2 separate regions of the Oryctolagus cuniculus genome follow, and region 1 is linked to region 2. The links are chromatin contacts, called in public Micro-C maps. All regions are on one chromosome and are shown on one strand. The core of a region is the stretch at or near the end of the contact, and the rest is flanking DNA. Distances in the headings are between cores, read along the strand shown.

Region 1 (6,971 bases), core at 3,959-6,458, 280 kb after region 2:
CTGTTCTTTGGGACTCCAACAGAAAAGGATAATGCATGTAGCCTCTCTAATGGGGTATGTAGTTCACAAAAATTTTATTGGTCACCTGCCGTGTCCCAGGGAGGAGATGGCCAGGACTATAGCAGGACGTAGCTGATAGCCTTGTGGCAGCACATGCCTCCCCAGGCACTCCAGTCAGTAGAGAAGGGCAGAGTGTGGGACGTGGGGAGCAGAACACCAGTGACGGCCTCAGAGCTCGCTTTCCTCTAGGACAGCTCTGCACCTTCAGCCCTGGCTCCCACCTGCACCACTGTCGGCCTCCCTTGCACTCTGATTAAAGCCAGGAGACTGCTTAGTGCTTACTGCATGCAGGAATGCCTGGGTTGCTTCAGCAGGAAGCAAGTCCTCGGGAAGAGACTGTGTAGCCACAACTTTAATGAAGAAAGGCGCTAACATATGTACCATGTTTGGGTTACATATGACAAAGACTGACCAGCAGTGAGAATAGCTTTTTGATTTTCTATTCCTTATCATCGTATTAAACAAACACAAACTCACAACTGAGGTATGAAACTGCACAAGCACCATCCTGACGGCGCAGGCTCCCCAGCCCTCGACAAACACCTGCCTGGGTGCGTCCCAGGCTGTCTGGACTCACAGATTGAAAGCTTGCTGGGCACAGTCACAAACCGGTTGGTCTAGGGAGTTACTCTTCGGTGCTGTGAGGTGGGATTGATTTCTCCTTTTTTCCCTTTCTCCTCTTCATGCAGGTGGATTGTAAGGACACCACTTCCAAGGCAATTCACAGCATATTTAAGAATGCCATACAGCTTCTGCAGGAGAAAGGCCTTGTTTTCCAGAGAAGTGGAGGTTTTGATGACCTGTACTATGTGAGTGACCTGCAGTTTGTTTCCCTTACTAGCTTCAAGTACAAGAATTACAAGTGTGTTTCTTTTCTTTTTTTTCTTTTAAAGATTTAACTTATTTGAAAGGCAGGGTGACAGGAAAAGAACGATAAAGCATTCTGGGGCGGTGCTGTGACATAGCGGGTAAGCAGTGCTGGGATCCCACATGGGTGCTGTGACGTAGTGGGTAAGCCCACTGCTGGCAGTGCTGGGACCCCACATGGGCGCCGGTTCAAGTCCCTGCTGCTCCACTTCCGATCCCGCTCTCTGCTATGGCCTGGGAAAGCAGTAGAAGATGGCCCGAGTCCTTGGGCCCTGTACCTGTATGGGAGTTCTGAAAGAAGCTCGTGGCTCCTGGCTCCTGATTGGTACAGCTACCATTTAAGGAGTGAACCAGCGAATTGAAGGCTTTTCTCTCTCTCTCTGTCTGCCTCTCCTCTCTGTAACTCTTTCAAATAAATAAATATTAAAAAAAATGCATTCTTCCATCCGCTGGTTCACTCCCCACATGGCCGCAATAGCCAAGTGTGGGCCAGGTTGAAGCCAGGAGCCAGAAACTCCATCCTGGTCTCCCACATAGGTGACAGGAACCCAATACTTGGCCTGTCTTCTGCTGTTTTCCCAGACACATTAGCAAGAGCTGGTTTAGGAGTGGAGCAGCCGGAATGTAAATATACCAAGTGGTAGTTTAACCCACTGTGCCACGCCAGCCCCACAAGTATATTTGTTGCTTAAAAATACCTACTTACTGCTTTCAAAATCTTTTTTTTTTTTTTTTGACAGGCAGAGTGGACAGTGAGAGAGAAAGAGACAGAGAGAAAGGTCTTTCTTTTGCTGTTGGTTCACCCTCCAATGGCCGCCGCGGCCGGCGCGCTGCAGCCGGCGCACCGCACTGATCCAATGGCAGGAGCCAGATACTTACCCTGGTCTCCCGTAGGGTGCAGGGCCCAAGTACTTGGGCCATCCTCCACTGCACTTCCCTGGCCACAGCAGAGAGCTGGCCTGGAAGAGGGGCAACTGGGACAGAATCCGGCGCCCCGACCGGGACTAGAACCCGGTGTGCCGGTGCCGCAAGGCGGAGGATTAGCCTAGTGAGCTGCGGCGCCGGCCTCAAAATCATTTTTAAGGGAGGTGCGTAAACTCAGAAGTGAAGGCTGGTTTTTATTTTCCCCTGGGGTGCCTTTTACTGACACTCATCTGTGCTTCACAAATGCACACAGGTGCACATGTGTGCCTGTGGCAAGACATGTAATCGTCGTCTACATCAAGGCTCGGCACTCTTTGGGTCCCAGGACTGATGGTTGTGGGGCCTGACCTGTGCAGTGGAGGACGTAGAGCAGTAGCTGAGACATTGCCACGTGTCCCTGAGGCAGTTAAGAACCACTGCTGGAAATAACATGAGCTCCTTCTTTTGGTTCCAGGAGAGCTCACCCCAGGTAGTTTTCTACTCCCAGGCTCCCTCACTCTTCTGAATGCCTTCCTCCATCCTGTGGGGGACTTGCCATCAATGTATTAGCCATTCCTTTGTGATGGACACTTAAGACGCTTCTAGCCTCTGCTATCACCAAGGTGGCCACACCTGCACGTGCTCTCTGTGAGTGTGCATCAGTGTTGGTGTACCATGGACTGTTCGAGGAAGAGGCGCAGGAGCACAGGGCCTGTGTGTTTAAGCTTTCAGTGAGCACCGTCTGAACATCCTCAGGCCATGCAGGTGACACTGCACCCAGTGCTTACTGGCCTCGTTCTGTGCACACACCTTTAATATTGAAGGAGCCACGCTGAAGATGGGCCTGGGCCAGCGCCACAGCTCAATAGGCTAATCCTCCGCCTTGCGGCACCGGCACACCAGGTTCTAGTCCCAGTCGGGGCACTGGATTCTGTCCCGGTTGCCCCTCTTCCAGGCCAGCTCTCTGCTGTGGCCTGGGAGTGCAGTAGAGGATGGCCCAAGTGCTTGGGCCCTGCACCCCATGGGAGACCAGGAAAAGCACCTGGCTCCTGCCTTCAGATCAGCGCGGTGCGCCGGCCGCGGCGGCCATTGGAGGGTGAACCAACGGCAAAAGGAAGACCTTTCTCTCTGTCTCTCTCACTGTCCACTCTGCCTGTAAAAAAAAAAAAAAAAAAAAAAAAAAAAAAAAAAAAAAAAGATGGGCCTGCTCAGGACCACTGAGCTAGTCGCCCACATGTGGCTTGTGTGGCTTTTGTTCCCTGTGATCCTCTTAGAGACAGGGGAAGCCAAGCAAGGCCCCCGGGGCAGCTTTCCCTAACACGCATTTTCTGGTACTGGTTGACCCTAGAGAGTCCTCGTTTGAGAGGTTTTTAGAGTTGAGCTGTGTCTCAATGACTTCTGGAAGAAGGTGAGTGTGGCGCACCCTGTCCCGGGAGGAGGAGAGGTTGGGGTTCGCTGCCTCACGCTTGTGTGAGCCCCCTGGGACACGCCTTTCTGCAGGGCCACAGGCAGCAGCCAGGGCGAGGTGTGGCAGGGCTGGGCACTTCCTCCTATGAATCACCGTGAGTTGGAATGGGGTGATGAGGCAGGCCTAGATCTCCTGCCCTCTCTGGCTTCACTCCTGCCACCAGTGCCTGCCTCCGGGAAGGGCCTGTCGTGCTGTGTAAATACTTGTGCTTCCACAGGGCTTGCCAGCTCTCAGAGGCTCTCCCACACTGCTTGTTGAATCTTCACCCTAAGCTTGTGAGTTGAGAGAAGGCAGTGTTGCCACTGTCCCTGCTGTGTAAGTCAGGAGGCAGGCCTTCTGGGCTCTGAAGTAGAATCATAACGCTTGGCTTGAAGCTGGTTTTCATGTTTTGTTCCTCCCTTTCTCTTTCTCTCTCTCACTCACTCACCCCTATTCCTGTTACCCTCTGGTCTATTCCTTTTTTTGTTGTTGTTATTAGATTGACTTGAATTTGAGGGTGAAGCCCAAAGGATTGCTGCTTCCCTCTTTTCTGAACTTCTTGAGAAGGAAACATGGTTACACCTGCCTTTGAGGGCAGAGTATGGTGGTGGATAAGCTGGATTCACTCCCTTGCTAGCTTTTCCTGACAGTTTTTTGTTGTTGTTTGTTTGTTTTCCCATATGGGTAGAAGGAAGAAAACGAAATATTAGACAGGGATGGGCACTGAGCAGTTAAGGTGTGTGTTCCATATCAGAGTACCTGGATTTGAGTCCCAGCTCCAGCTCCTGATTCTAGCTTCATTGCTCATGTGCACCCTGGGAGGCAACAGCGATGGCTCAAGTAGTTGGGTTTCTTTTTTTTTTTTTTTTTTTTTTTTTAATTTTTGACAGGCAGAGTGGACAGTGAGAGAGAGAGACAGAGGGAGAAAGGTCTTCCTTTGCCGTTGGTTCACCCTCCAATGGCCGCCGCTGCAGCCGGCGCACCGCACTGATCCGATGGCAGGAGCCAGGATCCAGGTGCTTTTCCTGGTCTCCCATGGGGTGCAGGGCCCAAGCACCTGGGCCATCCTCCACTGCACTCCCTGGCCATAGCAGAGAGCTGGCCTGGAAGAGGGGCAACCGGGACTAGAACCCGGTGTGCCGGCGCCGCAAGGTGGAGGATTAGCCTATTGAGCCACGGCGCCGGCCCATCAAGTAGTTGGGTTTCTGCCGTCCACTTGGGAGACCTGGATTGGACTCATGACTCCCAGCCCTGGCTGCTTCAGGGATTTGAGCAGCAAACCAGTGGATGAGAATGCACAACCACTTGCATGCTCTGTGTGCATGTGTGTGTGTGAGAGAGATTCTGAAATAAATCAAAAGTTTAACTCTGTGAGACAGGGCCAAGAAAAGGGAACTTGGAATAATAGACTGGAGGTTTGGATCACTATGTCTTCTTTAAAAACATAAAAGCAAGCCAGAGCACTTGTAAGGGTGTGTCATGAGTGTTTAAAAGGAAAGAAGCTCCTTCCAAGTGCAGAATTCCAGGTGTTCTTTCTGTCTTGGCCCTAGTGAGCCAGCTCTGGGCCAGCCACAGAGCTGTGAGCTGCGCAGGACAGAACTGGTTTGACAATAGGCCAACTATGGAAAGCCACATGGTTCACGTCAGGAAGATAATTGTTATAAAACCTTTAGAAACTACTCTAAATGCCGATGTGGGAGTCTGGAAGCCACAACTGTGGTGTTATCTCAGAACTCTTCTCTGCACTATTTTTCCTACTTAGGTAACCAGAGAAGACAAGGACCTGCATAGAAAGATCCACCAGATCATCCAGGAAGACTGCCAGAAACCACACTGTAAGTGGCGCCATGCAGAGAGGGCCCTTGGTGCACTGGAAGGGAATGCACACTCCCAGGGGCAGGGGAGGAAGAGTCTAGAGGCCTGGGGCTTGTCCCCTTAGTGCTGTGGCAAGGTGGTGGTCAAGGCCTGTGCCCTCTCTCAGCTTTGGTTGTCTCCTCTCTGGGGTGAACGTTAGACTAGCACAGTTCTGATCTTGGGCTGCGCATGAGGGTCAGCCTCAGAGCTCTTTTAAACACTTAGTGCCCAGGTTTCTCCCCTGGGGATTCTGATTCTGTAGGGATCGAGGTGGGGGCTGGAAGGCAGCCTCCTTTGGTGATCTTGCTACTATGAGGAAAGCCACTGCACTGGACCGGCTCATGCCTTTCTCCTTCTCATGTCTTCTCTGAGTTGTGTGATTTTGTGTTCCATGCTTGTCTGTGTCTGTGTCCACAAATGTGACATTTCCCTGTTCTGGCATCAAGAAATGTTAGGAGTAGCCTGGTGTTAGAAGTAGTCCTAGACGCACAGTTTGTGAAAGGTCTAATTCAGTCATCTTGGAAACTGCGAATTTACAAAAGCTGTTTGAAAATAGTTGGTTTAGTGAAGTTAGGTCAGCCCCTAGTGGTTAGACACACAAACTGCAGCCACTCTCACAACACAAACACTGGTTAGGAGCAGAGAACATCACTCCTATCTTTAAATCTGCCAGCCCTAAAGGTGACTTTTCAAAGTCCACCTTTTGCAAACATACACTAACAATGAGTGTTGACACAGTCCACAACTGATGGGAGAAAGGAAGTGGAAAGGTTTGTTAATGACCCCAGCTCCTACTCCGCCTTCCGGTCCTTTCAGCCCATCCATCCCTTGGGCATGGTCCTGCCCCAGGCTGTCAGTGGGTGGGGCTGGGCCAGGTCTCCAGCCCTGGTGTTTGTAACCTGATGAAATCAGATCCCAGATCGTGTGACAAGATGCCTTAAAACAAACTCAGGGCATGCTGTAAGTTAATGCAGTGAATTACTGTTGTTCCTTTCACTCAGAAAAATAAAAGCAAATTGAAGGGAAATCCCAGCTACCCAGACACACAGGAGCTTCGGAGAGCGGTGCGGCGGTGGTACTCTTTGGCCCACAAGGAATGGGAGATGCTCCCCTCCCCAGCCCTGCCAGATGCTTACTTTGATCCACTCTAGGACAAAACGGATGAAAGCCCAGGGCCTGGGGTGGAAGTGAAAGGAACTCATCTCTTAGGAGAACCTGGCCCAGAGCTGTTAAGGTGGCAGGTGTAGTGTCCACCCGACCAGCCACTGTTGGCAGTGACGGTGCAGAGCAGGCGGGCCTGGCCCTGCGGCGCAGTCTGTACGCAGGATCCTGAGAGCTGCCAGCCCGTCACCCGGCACTCGGCAGCTGCTGGAGCTGAGTTGTAAAGCCCAAGTCCTGTGGGTGCTGATAAAAGGAACATGCTGTAACCACTCTCCATAATGCTGCACCCTATGGCAGTAACAAATCATGCTGAATAGCAGTGTACACGTCCCTTAAAAAGCCCCAGTGCAGAAATGCACACGGAAAAGGCAGGCTCCCAGCGCTGAGCCGCAGGCCGTTTCCCTTCCTAAAGGCAGTGGTGGTTGCTAGTTTCTTCCATATCCTTCTGGAAATGCCATATGCACTTAAAACGTAATTTGTATAGGAAGTAAACACTGGTGTGCAGTACACGTTGTCCCTCAGCTGGTACTTCAGAGCTGACCACAGCTTCTAGAGCACTGGCTCCAGAACCCAGAAAATTAGCTCCGTCTTGCTGAGGGCCACACAGTATTCCAGTTCACCATTTCCTGAACCGTCCCTGCTGGGCCTTTAGTCCGTTTCTAACCTTTCACGCAAAGAA
Region 2 (6,264 bases), core at 1,401-3,900:
GAGAACACTGCATGACCCTGTATCAAGTGAGGTAGCTTCACATGCACTGACGTTCTGGAATGTATTTTTCAAATGCGTACTTTCTTCAAGTTCACTGTCTATGCGTTTAAAACTTTCTTGAAATTCCAAACAGTTTTCTTCTGTGGCAGAGGGTGGCTTCTCTGACAAGTTCTGATCATTTTCTTCATTGTCAACTTTAAGACGTTTTACCACACTGTAACAGGAATTAAATGAAAATCTTGTTTTCCTTAATCTTTCTCTAAGTGTTGCACTCATAGGCTGAAAGGAGAACAAAATATTAAAAATGTTAACCAAGTCTTCATGTAAAGAAATGTGCTAGAAATAAAAGCCTTACATTTCTATAGTAGACACCACTAGGGGGCTTTCTGTCTCCACATATCTAAAGTAACCATCACAAAATGTCTTTAATTTCCAGAAGTTCCATTAATTTTCCTCTCTACCTCAGCCAGGTCAACACCCTTCTAAAGTCATCCCAATAATCAAACTTCTCTCAGCATCTAGCCCATACCTCCTGCTACACCAGATGCTATAGGATAGCAGACTGAGGAAAGACCCACTGCCACCAAAGTCCTTCACCGTGATAATACCGCAGATCCAGACTTCCTCACTTTGGAGTGTTGCAATAATCTAATCCGAAACTAAATGAATTGGCTCAGTATGCAAATCTGGAAGGGGCTGGTCACACACTGTATCTTAGAAGAAACTAAATGACTATTTAACAAAATATCTGCACGTTAATGAACAATCTTTGGAGTTAAACCCCGCCGATACTTAAGACTGAATAAGATCTCCGTACTTGTTTTCCTGAGCTCCTTGCAAGGGAAGATGGCGGATTCGCACAGGCCTGTGGGGTGCTAGGTGCAATCACCGCTGAGTCTGATGGGCTTTCCATCTTGAAAATGAAATCTTGGGTTACCTCTAGAACCAGAAAAAGTAATTATGAAATGGGACTCAAAATAACCATACCTTTCTAAAGTCCTCCATTTTTATCCAAGTATTTCTTTATTGGGCCAGCAGTTTTTTGTTTTTTGTTTTTTCTTCTAATTTGTTAGTTAATTCTCGCTATTTTTGGAGTTTTTCACTTACCTTCCCACACAAGGACAACTAGTTTTTTCATGACAAATTAACCTACTAGTATCTCATAGAAACGAGACTTGTTAGCCATGAAGTATCTTCCAAGTCTCCATTACGGGGGCAAGGGAGAATAACAACTTTAGATAGTGATTCTTTCGTTGTGACAGCTTCATAATTAAGAGACATGGCCTAAGTGGGCTCAAAAGGCATAATCGGACCTGAACTTGTCAATCATCCCGAACCCTAAAAGCCGCTTGACTAGAACCAGGCGTTAAGAAACAAGAAAATATAAAGAAAAAAAAAAATCACGCCTGTCTGCACTTTCAGAGTAAAAGCGAACAGACACTGAAGAGGGAAGTCGACTGAAGCTGTCCCTTCCAACTCGGTGGGGTAGAACCAGAGAGGCGGCCACTCCCCTTTCCCCCATGCAGGGAGCCCGCCGGCCCTCCAGACACCCCAGGCCTGAGGGAGGGTCGAGGGCCCCCGACTGCGGAAAGGAACCTCTACCTGGCTTTTCAGCAAGCCCCCGAAGCCCAGCACTCAGACACCCCCCTGGGCCGAAGCACGCTACCGCCCTCCGCCAACCCCACAGCATTCAAACACCGCGCGGAGCCGCGGCCGTCAGCCGATGCAGCTCCAAGGGGCGGGGCCGCACGGGAGCGGAAGAGACTCCTGATTGGCTAGATTGATGCGCGCGAATCCGCGTGTCCGGAGACCCCTAGAGCGCGCGACCGCGAGCTTCCGCCAGGGAAGGTCATGTGGCGGGGCGGGGCCGAGTCGCGTGATTGGCAAGGTTGACGGGAACGCGCTGCCTCGCCCCGCCCGGCGTCCGGTCTGGCTCCGGAGTCGGGCTGAGAGCTTCGGGAGTAACTCATGGATCCTGAGGGGGCGCGCTGGCGTCCGCGGCGGCCCTTCCCGCTTCCTTGTTTCTGTGCGTCTGTGAAGTGCGCTCGCTTGTGTCCCCAGCTTCCGTTCTCCAGGCTCCAGCCCGTCTGGTCTGCGCTCACCTCAGCAAAGACTGTTTTCAGACGTGGCGGGGCCGAACGCCGCCCGGCTGGCTAGGAACTCAAGTCACAACTCTCAAGACCACGGAAGAGCAGCGTTGGGTTCCAGCCCTTGGGGAACAGGCTTGAGAGAAATCGACCCAGGGGTGCCGACACAGTCGGCCGAGCGGATCCCTAGCCCTCTGCTGCCACAAACTCGGTTTTCCAAGTTTTTTTAAATTCAAATATGAAGGGAGAGGAAGGCCAGCGCCACTTGTGGCGCAGTACAGGAAGCGCAATGCCCTATCCAGAACTCCGACGCTTCAGACAGAAGTGGCCGCGGCCGAGCGCAGGCCGAAAACCCCCTCGGCTTCCGGTGTGGCGCGGCTGTTGCTAGGCAACGGCGCCCGCCGCTCCGGGTGGGGCAGCCGAGCCGGCGCGGCGCTGAGCGACTTCTGACTCACGTGGAATCCGGGAAGTGTCCGGGCGGTGCGCTCAGTCCTCTTACGGAAGGGCCGTTGTAAACGGTGACACCGTCTCAACGACGTGATAAAAATGGCCCGGAAATAGCCAAAAGGAAATTTGAATCCTAAGCAAGCCAAGTATAAATAAAGAGCCCAAAGACAATCTAATGCAGTGATTAGCGGACGTAACCGCCCAAGTCACATTGTCGAACTCCACATCCCGGCGCTGTATTCTGTGTGCTTTCTACTGTGGTGTCCGTGTGCCTCGGTTTCCTGATCTGAAAATCGGGACAATTCCTGCCTCCTAGAGACTGGAGGATTAAATGGGAGCTCAGGAGAGGCAGCCACAGCAGTGCCAGGTAACTAAGAAGCGCTCACTGTTCTTTCATACGTGCAAATGCATTAATTAACCATCCCCAAACTGATTTAAAGGACTGCGTTACGTGAACTTTCATCCCTTTACTTAACTCTGCCCCCCAAAACAGAGATTTAAAAAATAAAGATGCCGTGATCTGTAAGATCCCACACGATTTAAACCATAAGTAGAAAACTTGCACATATAATTTATAGTATGTTATACCTCTAAATTTTTCAAAAATTATATAAATAGGGGCTGGTACTGTGGCGTATGGGTAAAGCCGCTGTCTGCAATGCCGGCATCCCATATGGGCACTGGTTCGAGTCCCGGACACTCCACTGCAGATCCAGCTGTCTGCTGTGGCCTGGAAAAGCAGTGGAAGATGGCCCAAGTCCTTGGGCCCCTGCACCACTTGGGAGACCTGGAAGGAGCTCCTGGCTCCTGGCTTCCGACCGGTGCAGCTCTGACCATTGCAGCCAATTGGCAATTGGGGAGTGAACCAGCAGATGGAAGAACTCGCTCTCGCCCTCTCTCTCTCTCTGCTTCTCCTTCTCTCTCTAACTCTTTCAAATAAATAAAAATCTTTAAAAATTATATAAATGTACAAAGTGAAAGCAAGAACTCATGCTGTTGTGATACAGTTATTCATCCCCCCAAGCTACAGGTCTCAAGTCTGTGCAATTATTTCTCCCTTCACTTATCCACTGGCACCAATTAGTCTCACTGCAAAACAGAACAGAATGATTTGTCCTGACACTGGCAGCACAATGCAGACTCTGCATGTTCTCTATTCCTCGAGGCATAAGGGTGAGTTGTTTTTATGAGTCCCTAAAACCAGCTGCTTTTATCATTACAACCTAACCGAGGGCTGTGTTTTTGCTGGCTGCATAAAGCAAAACAACAGCTTGCCTTGCAGATGTTCTGACTTGCTTTGTTATGTGAACTGGTACATCAAAATGGGGCTATTGGGCCAGATTTTAGAAGAATTTCAGAACAAATACTCAAAAGAACTTGTGTTTCAGAAATGTGCCTTTGTTGACCTACATCTCTGAATTTGATGAGTTGTTAGGATATACCCTCAATCCTCATAAATATGTTTGTATTTTACTTACTCTGATCACATATCAAATTAGAAACTCACCTTCTGCTTTCAGTTTGGTGTAAGAAATCTACAATATAGCTCCTATACTTTTTTAAAAAATATTTATTATTTATGTATTTTGAAAGGCAGAGTTACAGAAAGGCAGAGGCCAAGAGAGGTCTTCCATCTGCTGGTTCACTCCCCAAATGGCTGCAATAGCCTGAGCTGGGCCAACCCAAAGCCAGGAGCCAGGAGCTTCCTCTGGGTCTCCCACACAGTTGCAGGGGCCCAAGGACTTGGGCCATCTTCCACTGCTTTCCCAGGCCATAGCAGAGAGCTGGATCAGAAGAGGAGCAGCCAGGTCTCAAACCAGTACCCATATGGGATGCTGGCACTGCAGAGAGCAGCTTTACCCACTAATCTACAGCGCTGGTACTTTTCATTGTACCTTTAGATAAAGCCTAACACACACTTCCTTGTATTTAGGGACCTGGCATCTATAAACCTTGAAAGAGTTTGGTGTTTCTGACACAGGATGTTGTATGTTTCTCCTCATAATTTTCAGTACTACCACAGTGAGCCCAAAAGCAAAGATTCCTTACTCTCCCAGAAAAACTAATTTGAGCAATAGAATTCAATGATAGTAGTACTTCATATCAACCTCAGTCAGACTTTATGGGTATCTTTTTAAATTTATTCAATACCCAGGGTTACTGTTGGCCACATGTTACTCATCGGGGAGTGGTAAATACTGCTTCCCTTCTTGTCTGTGATGACTGTTGGTGGGATGATGATGTAGACTTAAAAATCCTTATGAGGGTTTTTTTTTAATTATTCTTTTTCAATGGCAAGAAAAAGGTTAGTGAATAGCCTCCCTCACCCCCATTTTTCAACACACACGTCACATACACACACACACACTTTTAAGCCACAAGTAAAATTACTGTTTTGGTAGATTAATTTTTTTTGAATTCTTGATTTAGGATGATTTTTTAATCTGCATCTCAGAATGATCTAAATTCCAGTCCATAGATTTTTCTGTATTGATGAAAATTTTGGCTCATATAGCTAGTATCCGCAGGTATTTTTTAAACAAATGTATAAATATAAACTCCTAAAACTAGGATTAAAATCCACTTGGGTGAGGAATCTCCATGTGTAAATCTGTGTAAATCTCCACGATTAAGTTGATTTATAATTTTCATTAAAACAAACCAACTGAATTTTTTTTATAAATGTATTTCTCTCTTTTTTATTTTTTATTTATTTATTTTTTGACAGGCAGAGTGGACAGTGAGAGAGAGAGACAGAGAGAAAGGTCTTCCTTTTGCCGTTGGTTCACCCTCCAATGGCCACCGCGGCTGGCGCGCTGCAACCCCCCCCCCCCCCCCCCCCCCCGGCGCACCACGCCGATCCAATGGCAGGAGCCAGGTACTTCTCCTGGTCTCCCATGGGGTGCAGGGCCCAAGCACTTGGGCCATCCTCCACTGCACTCCCGGGCCACAGCAGAGAGCTGGCCTGGAAGAGGGGCAACAGGGACAGAATCCGGCACCCCGACCGGGACTAGAACCCGGTGTGCCACCGCCACAAGGCGGAGGATTAGCCTAGTGAGCCGCGGCGCTGGCCACCAACTGAATTTAATACAAATTTTTGACACTCAGAAGAAAATCTAAATTTTTTAAACATTCAATATTTCTATGACATTGTATATAAACAGATTGTCTTAAAAAACTCTTTCTCTTGCCATGAATTCAAGTCATGTCTTATAGACCTATATATTATAAAGAGGTGTTCAATGTTTTGTTATTTCATAAATTTCCCTTTGAGAACAGTTGACAAACTATTTCTGTTCCTTTCTTTGTAACCTAACCATCTCATATAGAACTCCAAAATGTGTAATTGCTTCACAACTGATGAAGACTTTGTTACCAAAGGGTAACCTTTGTGGGTTAACTGATTAATATTGTTGAGCCAAGTTAAGCAGAAGAGAATTTAATTTTCAACCCCAAAATGAGAGTCTTTGACTTAGCCGATTCATATGCCTGAGAGATTGTCTGAGTACGATGGTTACTTAGGACATGGAGGTTTGGGGAAGGCCAGTATCATTAGTGCAATAAAACCTTTCCTTCTCCAGGAAATTGAAAATTTATATAAAAACTAATATCCACTGGACAAGAACCCAAAGAGCTCCCTCCCTTCGCCTGAAGTTCCTGTCCTTTTATTCTACCAGATCTGGAAGTTTGTCAAATCCATTAAAGACTAGAGAAGCAAAAGTGTCTGTGA

Evidence for each region. A called contact is a pair of places that touch in the nucleus more often than the background predicts.
Region 1: a contact with region 2 is called in a Micro-C map of ear pinna, with 11 times the contacts expected there. The contact joins the enhancer-like site here to the promoter of SFR1 in region 2. A contact is called at or near these places in 3 of 6 Hi-C or Micro-C datasets (ear pinna, psoas muscle and an unstated tissue).

What each region holds. Positions count from the first base shown.
Region 1 is chr15:26,176,168-26,183,138 of mOryCun1.1, forward strand. It overlaps STN1 (STN1 subunit of CST complex), which reads left to right. Exons shown (of 10, transcript XM_008270474.4): 8 at 750-869; 9 at 5,040-5,112. Among named protein-coding and RNA genes, the nearest start is that of SH3PXD2A, 37 kb to the right of the region's middle. Within about 2 kb of position 5,209, at least 1 of the 8 cell types and tissues checked has an H3K27ac peak or open chromatin away from gene starts, as enhancers often do. A contact at or near this core is called in ear pinna, where this site is marked.
Region 2 is chr15:25,895,914-25,902,177 of mOryCun1.1, forward strand. It overlaps SFR1 (SWI5 dependent homologous recombination repair protein 1), which reads right to left and starts at 2,651. Exons shown (of 4, transcript XM_008270482.4): 1 at 2,103-2,651; 2 at 818-939; 3 at 1-279. The coding sequence starts at 913.